2 separate regions of the Astyanax mexicanus genome follow, and region 1 is linked to region 2. The links are chromatin contacts, called in public Hi-C maps. All regions are on one chromosome and are shown on one strand. Each heading gives the region's core, a stretch centred on a gene start, on an enhancer-like site or on the middle of the called end of the contact. The rest is flanking DNA. Distances are from core to core; before and after follow the strand shown. Region 1 overlaps si:ch73-63e15.2 (protein strawberry notch homolog 2). Region 2 holds the start of si:ch73-63e15.2 (protein strawberry notch homolog 2).

The links. Hi-C and Micro-C count contacts between places; a contact is called where the count stands out from the background.
Region 1: a contact with region 2 is called in a Hi-C map of muscle, with 14 times the contacts expected there. The contact joins the enhancer-like site here to the promoter of si:ch73-63e15.2 in region 2. A contact is called at or near these places in 2 of 3 Hi-C or Micro-C datasets (both in muscle).

Annotation. Positions count from the first base shown.
Region 1 is chr16:14,613,996-14,619,065 of AstMex3_surface, forward strand. si:ch73-63e15.2 (protein strawberry notch homolog 2) reads left to right here. Exons shown (of 32, transcript XM_007252641.4): 30 at 266-342; 31 at 428-615; 32 at 1,404-5,070. The coding sequence ends at 2,164. Among protein-coding and RNA genes, the nearest start is that of tjp3, 8.8 kb to the right of the region's middle. Within about 2 kb of position 1,931, the one cell type or tissue checked has an H3K27ac peak away from gene starts, as active enhancers do.
Region 2 is chr16:14,522,584-14,527,866 of AstMex3_surface, forward strand. It overlaps si:ch73-63e15.2 (protein strawberry notch homolog 2), which reads left to right and starts at 1,358. Exons shown (of 32, transcript XM_007252641.4): 1 at 1,358-1,532.

The DNA.
Region 1 (5,070 bases), core at 681-3,180, 92 kb after region 2:
CCAAATAAACAGTTTTCAGGAGAGAAACCTGTGTAGAGTTTTTTTTTTTTTTTTAAGAATTACAGTTTTGTTTACTTAACTTAGTTTTGCTTTACTTGGTTACCTACTAATCCGGTGCATTTTATGTATGAAAATAGACCAGAAAACAGACGTTCATTGATAGTGTGCTTTATAATCCAGTGTGCTTTATAGTGTGAAATACATTTTCATACTAAATTTGTTGCATTATTAATTATCGATTACATTTTTATTGCTTCTAATTCAGGTGACTGCAGAGGAAGCGAAGGAGAGCTGGGAGAGTCAGTATAAATTCTCCTTTAAGAAATGCAGTCACGCTGTCTGGTGAGCACTGAAGTTCTGATAATCTACCAAACACATGTTGTTAACTGTAGACACACGATCTAACGCATGGATATGTGTTGTGTAGGACCGGGCGGTGTAAGAAGGTGGATGAGGGTCAGGAGTGTTTGCAGGGCATGCGGCTGAGGCAGTACCACGTTCTGTGTGGAGCTCTGCTGTGTGTGTGGAAGCGGGTGGCTGACGTGGTGGCTGACGTTACCAGCTCCAGCATCCTGCAGATCGTCCGCCTCAAAACCAGAGAACACAAGAGAGTGGGTAAGTGGATCTGTCTGATACTGCATTAAATAAAATATAAATACATCCATTAGTCTGCACTATAACGTGAGGTTTTTACTGAACTGTTGTGTTATCAAATGTAAAGTCAGTTAGTTTATTGTTTATTTAATAGTTTAATGTTTATTTCTTTGCAGAAACTTATCTTGTCTTTGATTTGTATTGAACTCAACATTTAATAGATATTTATAGTAATAAATAAATTAATTGTTAAAAACAACATTTAAATGTATTTTAAGTACCTTTTAAGTGTCTATTTTGACATTGACTTTGGCACAATTAACTTTTACTTTTTGGTTAATGGATTTTCTTATTAATTTATTAACTGCAGCTAGCGCTCGCAGTTAGCTGCTGATGCTAATGCTGCTGCACCCAGCCTTAGTGGAAATCTAAGCTTACTGTAAATAAACAATAGCACTTTACTAGTTATCAGGAGAGAAATCTGTGTAGATTGACATCTTCAAAATATATTTTCAAAATATATATTTTTTTTGTTGTTGTTTTTTTTTAAGATGTCAATCTACCCAGATTGGAATATTTCTTCTTTTAACTCCTGACTGGTGTTTTTAGTTTAGAAGAAACTGTTAGTAACTGCTGCTTTAAGAGAGGGTGAAAGATGATATTTGATTGATAATGGTATTGATAAATACTCAAGGTTGCTGTATCAATATTGTTAGTTGTAATGAAGTAAAGCTAGTAGTTATAAAAAAGCTACATTTCCACAATAAATGTATTTCCAAATAGATGTCTAATATCTCCCTCTTGCACAGGTATAAAGATCCCGGAAAACTGTATGTCTCCGGTGAGAGAGGAGCTAAGCAAGATGGATAAGGAGGTGAAGAGGAAGCGGCAGGAGAAGCTGCTTCAGGCGCAGGAGCAGCGAGCGGCCGAGCAGAGGCGGAGTTTGCTGGAGGACAGGCAAAGGGAGTTAACAGAATTTTTCTTGCAGCCTTCGCATTTATCCAGCCTGGGGTCACATTACCCGACCCCTGTAACATTCCCCTCCTTCACCCTGCCCTCCTTCCCTTCACAACCTTCACTAAGGAACCCTATAGAAGGCCTTCTGGACCTGAGGGTGCGCAGCCCCTCGCCTCTATCCCCGGACAGTACGCAGGCTGGCCTCGGAGCCGTGGAGGACTTTGAGCTGGAGGCCTTTACACAGGGACTGCAGCAGCAACCGCAGCAGGACAATCACGAGGACATCATTGCGTTCCTCAACTCCTTCCTCAGCACACAACAACCCTCAACCGCAGCCACTCAACAAGCCCCAACAAGCCTTCTCCCTCCCTCCACCATCTCTTATCCATCCTCCTCATCCTCGTCTCTCTTCTCCCCCTCACTCACACCGTCCTCCTCTTCCTCCTCTCTGTCGCTGTTCGCCTCCGTCTCGTCATCAGACCAGCAGAACCTCCCTCTGCCCAGCGCCAACGGCTCCAGCGACACAGTCATCAACGCCAGAGAGGTGCTGAACAGTATGCTGTGCGGCTCGGACGCTCGCCAGTCCGTCATTCAGTTCGGACTGCCAGAGTGAGACTGAGATCAGCTGGAGGGATACAGCGTAGTGCAGTGTCGTACAGATGTGTTCATGTGCAGTGTAGTGTAGTGTAGTCTAATTCTAGTCCTAGTCTCGGTCCTAGTCCTTACTGCCTACTGGCCTCAATGTTTCAGACCAGTGGTCACCAGTCCAGCTCAACACATCCTTAAAATCCAACAAATCTATAAAAATCTGCCTTCTTACTAAGTTAGGTTCCTGCCAGGGCTTCATACTCGCCGCGTCTGATTGGCTCTAATGCTTCCCAGCTCAGAGGCAGCTTCTATATTCAAAAAATACAATTTAACATTAAAATATCAGCAGAAAATGCTAATTATGATAGAAAACATGAGCAAAAACACAAGAACTTGCTATTTAGCTAACAAACCATTGTTCAATGCTTTGTTTACAGTTAAGTTCCAACCAGTGCTTTATACCTGTTATTTCTGATTCTAGCATAGATGCAGCCACAATATTCTATCACTGACTAAAATATACATCAGCAAATATTAAAATATCAGTAGAAAATGCTTTGTTTTACAGTTAAGTTCCAACCAGGGCTTCACACCTGCCATGTCTGATTGGCTCAGATACAGGTTCTATGTTCTATCACTGACTAAAAAATATATCAGCAAATATATAAAATATCAGTAGAAAATGCTCATTCTGATAGAAAACATAAGCAAAAACATCAGAATTGGCTCTTTAGCTAACAAACCATTATTTACTGCTTTGTTTACTGTTAGGTTCCAGCCAGGGCTTCATACCTGCAACGTCTGATTGGCTCAGATGCTTCCCTGCTTAGATTTAGCTTCTATATTCAAAAAATACAACAAAACATATCAGCAGAAATGAAAATATCAGCAGAAAATGCTTTTTCATTAATTCTCCGGCTTGTTCACATATAAATTAAATGTAATTAAAAATCTCAAAATTATTGAAACTATTGCAAAAGTACTTAAATCTAATTTAAAAAAGACAAAAAAAATTATGGTGGACTATAGAATGTCTCTAGTAGATATATAATAAGAAATAAGAAAAGTGTCAGTTTTTCTTTTTTTTTTTTGCTAAAAACAACAAAAAAGTTATACCCTGATGTGATAAATAGGGGTGGGTAATATGGCCCAATTTTTCAGGCTATAATATTGTTCACATTTAAATATATTATTGCAATATTATAGCGTATGATACGATATAACACACCCCTAATTGCGATAAATAAAACAATTTACAATTTAGTTTAGTTTTTTAAAATCACTTTTTAAATGCCTAGAGCAGACTAATTGGACAAAATTAATTGTGTTGTTTTGCTTCATAAATCCATATGATCCATATATGACAGCGAACGTCATATAAACACATCTGTATCTCCAAAATGCATTTAACAGATGAAACTCCTCTAAGTATAAATGAAACTCCAGTAATAATATTGGCTATATAACCAGTGGATTTGCTTTGCATATTACATCCCACACAGCAATCACATTTACATTAAATCAAAGACTAATTGGAGAAACATCTGACCAGTTATAGAGCTTTAAAACAAAAGCAGATGACCACAGTAATGCTTGGTGACCACTGCTCTGGATAAAGATCTGCCTTAAATGAATCTTAATTTACAGCATCATCCCAAATAAGATATTAATCAGCGTTCTAGATCTATGGAAATGACTGTTTAGTGAAGAATGCAGTACTCAGACTAATGTAATGTCGTATTTATGGAGTTACAGCGCCCTCTAGTGGAACCTCAGCAGCAGACATCATATCTTTGGTTGAAACTCACACATTGTAGTGAAACCAAAACTGAAAAAAAGATAGCATCAGCCACACCCTCAGCAGCTTCTTATCTGTTTCACAATGTCCTCTGACACACTTCTCCTGCAGTTTTGGACACAGGAAGATACAGACAGACTACTGGTTAAAACAGTGCCTTTCAGAACCCAGTAGGGAATGTAGTCCACACACGACATAAAGGCCCTCGTTGTATATATATTTGTATGTTTTATAACACTTCTTTTGGCATTTATTTATTGTTTTTTTTTTGTTGTTGTTGTTTTTTTATTTATCTGGCCTTGCACTCAGACTCAGAGAGGTTGGAGTGAATGTTCCGGAATGTTGAGCTCTTAACGCAGCCTGTTGATAATGTTAACACAGTACCAGTTCAGCAGTGATATATGTATATATAAAAATATATGATTATATATGTGTGTATGTAATTGTGTGCAGGATGATTCCAAATGTTATCTTTGAATCGTGCTTTAGCTTTTAGCAAATCGTCTGATGTCTTTAAATGTGATTGGATGCTCTGTTGTGCTGTTTTTATGCTCTCAGGAAATGCAAAAATCTATCTATATATTTAAACATATATTAATCTTCCCCTCTCAGTAGGACAGTAGGCCTTGTTAAAAAACGGTTGAAAGTATGATGTATGAAGTATTAATTTTGGGTTCTGCTCGAGTACAAGGAAAGCAACAGCGAGTCAAACCAACAAAACTAAGGCTGTGTTCAGACTGCAGGCAAATTTGCCGGATTTTTATTTATTTATTTATTTTAAAATTCAGATCTGTTTAGATGCCCGTCCACACTGTTATTTGCAAATGATCAGATCGGATTTGCATGTCTGGACATCACAAACATATCTGCATGGGTTCTTGCACCCCCACACTTTGTTTGTCGCATTGTACAAAGAGACGTGCTGAAATCCGATTTGAGCTTCCAGAGCGTCCACACTGACATACAACTGTTCAAATATGATTCAAATCTGACCTGATCACATTAGAACATTCAGCCACATCCAAATCTGGTTTGGATTCTATTGCAAAAAACATTTGATCTGATTTCATGTGCTTTCTGGATGTTTAGACTATCAAACATCAATCTGAATACAATCTAGATGCACTAGAAAT
Region 2 (5,283 bases), core at 108-2,607:
TAATTCATATTATATTTATATTTTATATATGTATGTGAATGTGATTAATGGATCTGGACTCTACATTGGACAGTTCAGTGTAATTTGATAATCTTTCTTTATCTCATGAAAATACGCGCTGTGTACTTTTGTGTAGACTGAAACATTATCAGCTCACCCTTAAGGCAGGAATTTTAAGAAAAGGGTGCAAAAAGAAGATGATTAGACATTTTAGCCCCAGGGAGTTTGGTTATAATTGCGTGTTGAATGTTGTTTAACTTTTGTTAAAGCTACATAAAAAGATTGTATCTCCATTCACTCTTTTTTTTTACATACCTTGAATTTGCAGTAGTTGAATTTGCAAGATGCATAAAACACATTCTGTGAAACAAACACGTGACTAGTTTTTACAATGCTTATTAGTTTTATATAAAAATATATATATATATATTCAGATATTTAGATTCTGATTCCATATATTCTGATAAATGGATCTGGATTTTTTTAGTACAGCTGAGAACAATCCACTATCACTACTATTACTTTTTTGATTGAATAGATATTTATCTACAAATGTACAATAGCCTCTCTTTTATTTTAACTCAAACTGCAAAGTCACATAAAATCCTGTAATAATTCTGTAAGTGCCCTGCATTTAACTCATATGTTTTCTAGTGCTGTTAGAGACAGTGTGGGTTTAGGTCTGTAGATGGCGTCCACCTGCCATATCTTATTCATCTCAGTCAGTCTGAAAAAGGTTGTTTTTAATGTTTTTTTTTGTGATGAGAGTAAAGTGATACACTGAACTAGCTGTTTTTTATATGTTTGATAAGCTAATTACCTAAAACGAAAAATATATATGTAATAATATTCAATAATATTAGATTTATGCAGTTAACATTAGTAAAAGTAAAGTAAAGGTTAAACAGCTTGAATGTATAAACAACATATATAAACATTAGCATTACTTATTACAATACATAGTGTAGCATTAAAGTAATAAGTTAACATAAAAACATTTAAGTTTTATATATTTATTTCACATTTTGGGCAGTAATAGATTTTGATTAGTTAGTATTAATACAGTTTATTGGTTGTATATATGTATATATGGTTAGCTATATGTTATATGTTGCCATTATCAAAGCCATTATTGGTGAGCCATTAATAAAGTTAATAGGTTGGTTCACCATTTATAGTTTTTAGCTTACAATAGTAAAGATAAAAAGTAGCATAAGTAAAAGGAATAAGGTAATAAAGTTAATATATTAGCATTTTAATTGGCTAGCTAGCGTTAACAGGTTTCATTAATTAATTAAAGTTGATGTTTAAGGTTATTAACTACGCTCCACCTTAAATGCTGTATGGCTGAGCGGAAGTATATCTGCTTTCAGTTTAAAATGGCTTCGTCGCCTGTGAGCGCTGAGGAACACTGAGGAACAGCGGATCTCACCCGGAGGAGAGGAGACTCTCTGAAGCCTCTACAGCCGAAATAACAGCGATAAACTCCCGGAAAGTGTGACTGACATACTGAACAGAGTGTCTAAACCGAGGTAAGGCGGTAAAAGGAGCTGTTATTATCGCTGAGAAACTTCAGCGTTAGTTTATAACTCCGTAAGTGTCGGAATTCTCGCTCTCGTGTTTTTGACGTGAAATGACAGCTAGTTAGAGTCAGATTCACACAACCAGGAGACCTGAAATAACTTTATTACTCACTTTTTTACAGTGTAACTGTGTTCAGATAGTCATGGAAAAGGTTTCTACAACTTGTTGAACGTCTGGTTTAACAGCACTTTCAGTGTTTATATTAAAGTGTCGGAAGCTTCTCAGCTGGGTTAATGAAGCTAACGTTACGTGTTTACTTAGCTAGCTAAGCTAACTACCGTTAACTAGCTAACTAATTCTAGTTAGCTATTAGTTAGTTAGCTAGCTAACTTAACCTACAGTATCTTTATAGAAGCGATATTATCCGTATTATTAGCCTGTTAGCTAGTTAGTTAGGTTAGCTAACTTAACACATTTATTTAACGTTACAGCATACATATGTTTATTGAGAGGTTGTTAGGGTTATTTAACCTGAATATAAGGTAACTTAGATAGTGTCACTTCTTACACTAAAATGAGCTAACGTTAAGCCTTGTTATGTTATTAGTGAGTTAATAGTGTGTTACTAAATGTATTTCTGTCTAAAATTGAGTCCCTGAACATTTAACGTTTTATATTAGTAATTATGTCTGATGTGGCTTCACAGAGGGATGTTAGGAAGATAAATGTTGAGTATTAACCACAGCATGCCATAATGTTTCATAGTAACAAGACTATAGTTTATATAGATGTTTATAGATATAATATTTAACGTATGTTGTTTTTATGGCATATCAAAGTAGTTAGACACTTTCTCTAGTAAAACATAATGTAACTATATGGTTATCTTATTCTGTTTAAGTTCTAACTTATCTATTAACAGTTCTTATAATTAGATTTTTTTTATTTAATCTTTCTGAAAGATTGTCTTTGTCTTAAAGTGACAATAATATACTGGTAGTTTAATAAAATTATTATTTCAGGGCCAGAACACATCATCCACAAAACATCTTCACATTATCACATCATCTCTTAATGATGTCATACTGAAGATTTGTTTTCTAATTTTTGTATACGCCATAGTTCTGGGGTTCTTTACTATGGAGGACATCAGTATGAGGAAAGTTTTATCGTTTTACTTTGAAGACATACAAAATAAACTGTCCTCTTGCATTGTAAATGCTAAGAGACTTATAATTCCGCCCGACTAACATTAGCGGACGTCATATTAGGTTGTATTTAGTCATAAAGAGGGCCAGACCCTGGTATTACTGCTTATCGTATGTACATCTATTGAAACGAGTGGGATTGTTTTCATTTTGACTGTGTGTTCAGGTGAAATGTGAAGTGTGTCTGAAACAGAAAGTAAGAGAGGCTTTGAGCCAGTCAGACAGAAAGAGGAGGACGAGTCTGAGCTTGTGGGGAGAGGACAGACCTCCGGTGTGATTCAGGGCTTTGGGATGTGGTGAGGGAACACAGAGAAAGGAATACACAATAAGGCCAAATGTTTGTGAACACCCCTTCTGATGAAAGCCTTCAGCAACTTTACTCTGCACACTTTGCTGACAAAGAGGCTGTTTACTGTAAAGAAATATTGCAAATATAATAAGACTGTCTGAAGCAGATAAGCATAAACTTCATGGAGTCATGGAGTATTTTGGATCTATGTTCTAGTACTTCTGGAGTCATGTTGATCGTCTGTAATAAATTGAATTGGTAGCCATCCAGCATTCTAACTTCACTAAAGCTCTTTTTTGTACCTGAATCCAGTGAAATCCTCAGAGTAATGTTCCAGAATTCTGGTAGAATGCCTTCCTTACACAGTCTTGAGACATTTCCTCCATCAAAAACAGGATAAACTGTTTTTAATACTCCTGATTAAAAATGTCCCAATACATGGGCCTATATTCAGTATCTGTTTTGGACACAGGCTCCTCCTTCCACCCTTTTCCATGGTACACAGTTCATTCTAAGGAAGTAGTTGGAGTTTCCTCAGAACTGTTGTGATGATGCGCTTCTTCTGCAGAACATGTTGCCGGAGGTAAACATGCAGACTGGGCTGAGAGAGAGGATAGATAGCGCTGGATTTCGGTTCCTGTGGTGAAGTCATCTGTAATCAGTTCCAGTTTTAGTCTAAATGCTTCTTTAGCTTTCTTAGGATTGCATCACTCCCTTAAGTTGTGGGGAAATAGACTCAAATAGGCCTGTTTTTATAATTATGTTTATTAACACTATTATACACTATATGGACATGATCTCAATCTCAATTTTATCAACCTTTATATCACTCACTGTGATAGTTTTAATGTTTTTATTTATAGTAATTATTGTTAATATATCCTTTCAGTATTGTCACTGCAATGTGTGCATACACAATAGCAGGACAGGGCGAGCAATGGAAAATTATTTTAGATGTCAGACTACATACTAGGGCTGCACGATGTATCGTTCATTGTCATCGCGATGTGCGCATGCACTATAATCATACCGCAGACGTGCGATGTCACCTAAGGCGATTAAATCAAACACGTCATGTTGCAATGTTTTGTGATTTTCTCCATCTCTGTGTGAGTGATGTGATGCTGCTGCTGCTGCCTGAGAAGCGCGAGGTGGAGGAGGAGCAGAAGTGTGAGGGGGGTGCGGTGGAGTAGGCATACACACGAGGTAACCGCATGGCCTCCACATGGCTGGACATGTGCTTGTAAACAGTGGCAGACGAAAAGCTGTGCACCTTAGTCTGGCACAGTTTTATGCAAATATTTCCAGTTACAGACGAATTTACTTTTTATTTCCAGAAAAATTGCTTTTATTTACCTTTTAAGAGGCCATTTAAATTTCAGAATATAGGGGCGATTATTGTTTTTTTGCTGTTTCTTCGGGTTTTGAATGCTCGGCTGACTAAACTCGGGGGCGAGGCTGGTATCATCAAGGGTCGGCCATTGTTTAATATTGCTATATATATCGTCAAAAAAAAAACATTGCAATGTCAATTTTTTCCAATATTGAGCAGCCCTACTACATACTATACTTTTTTGCTTCTTAATACAAAAGGAATATTTTAAACTTTCCTTTAATCAGTTGTAATTGAATCATTATGCCATTATAGGCCAGTCACAATACAAAAAAATGTGAAATTATTGTGATAAACAATATTATTGTAATTTAAGGTCATTAAATGTCATTGACATAATGATAATAGAATTACATCACAAATTACACAATTACACCCTTTAAAATGAAAGCAATGTTTTAATTAATCATAGTTTGGAAAATATATACATTTTCTTTTTACCTACTGCAGTCCCAACTGTTAAAGCATTGATCTGACAGATTCAGTGTCGGTTTTTACAATATTAACTTAATTATTAATCAGTTTAGCACAGTTCTCACACTGTAATGCACTGCAGTTTGTCTTTGTGAGTTTATGTGTTATATAATATTAGATTAGCTTGTGGCTGGAGTACTAATAAAGTTAATAAGGAAGTTTTGTTAAAAGTATTGACAAAATAAGTATTTAAATGGAAAAAATATCGAAATATTATTAAACATTAATAGCTTAGCGCTAATAATGTTAACAATGTTGGAATAATTAAGTTAACAATATTGTATTTATTAGGTAAATGGCCTGAAACTAACAATGTTATAAAGGTTATTAAGTTGCATTAATAAAGTTAATATCAATGCACTCATTAAGTAAAAAAAACATGAGGTGAATAGAAT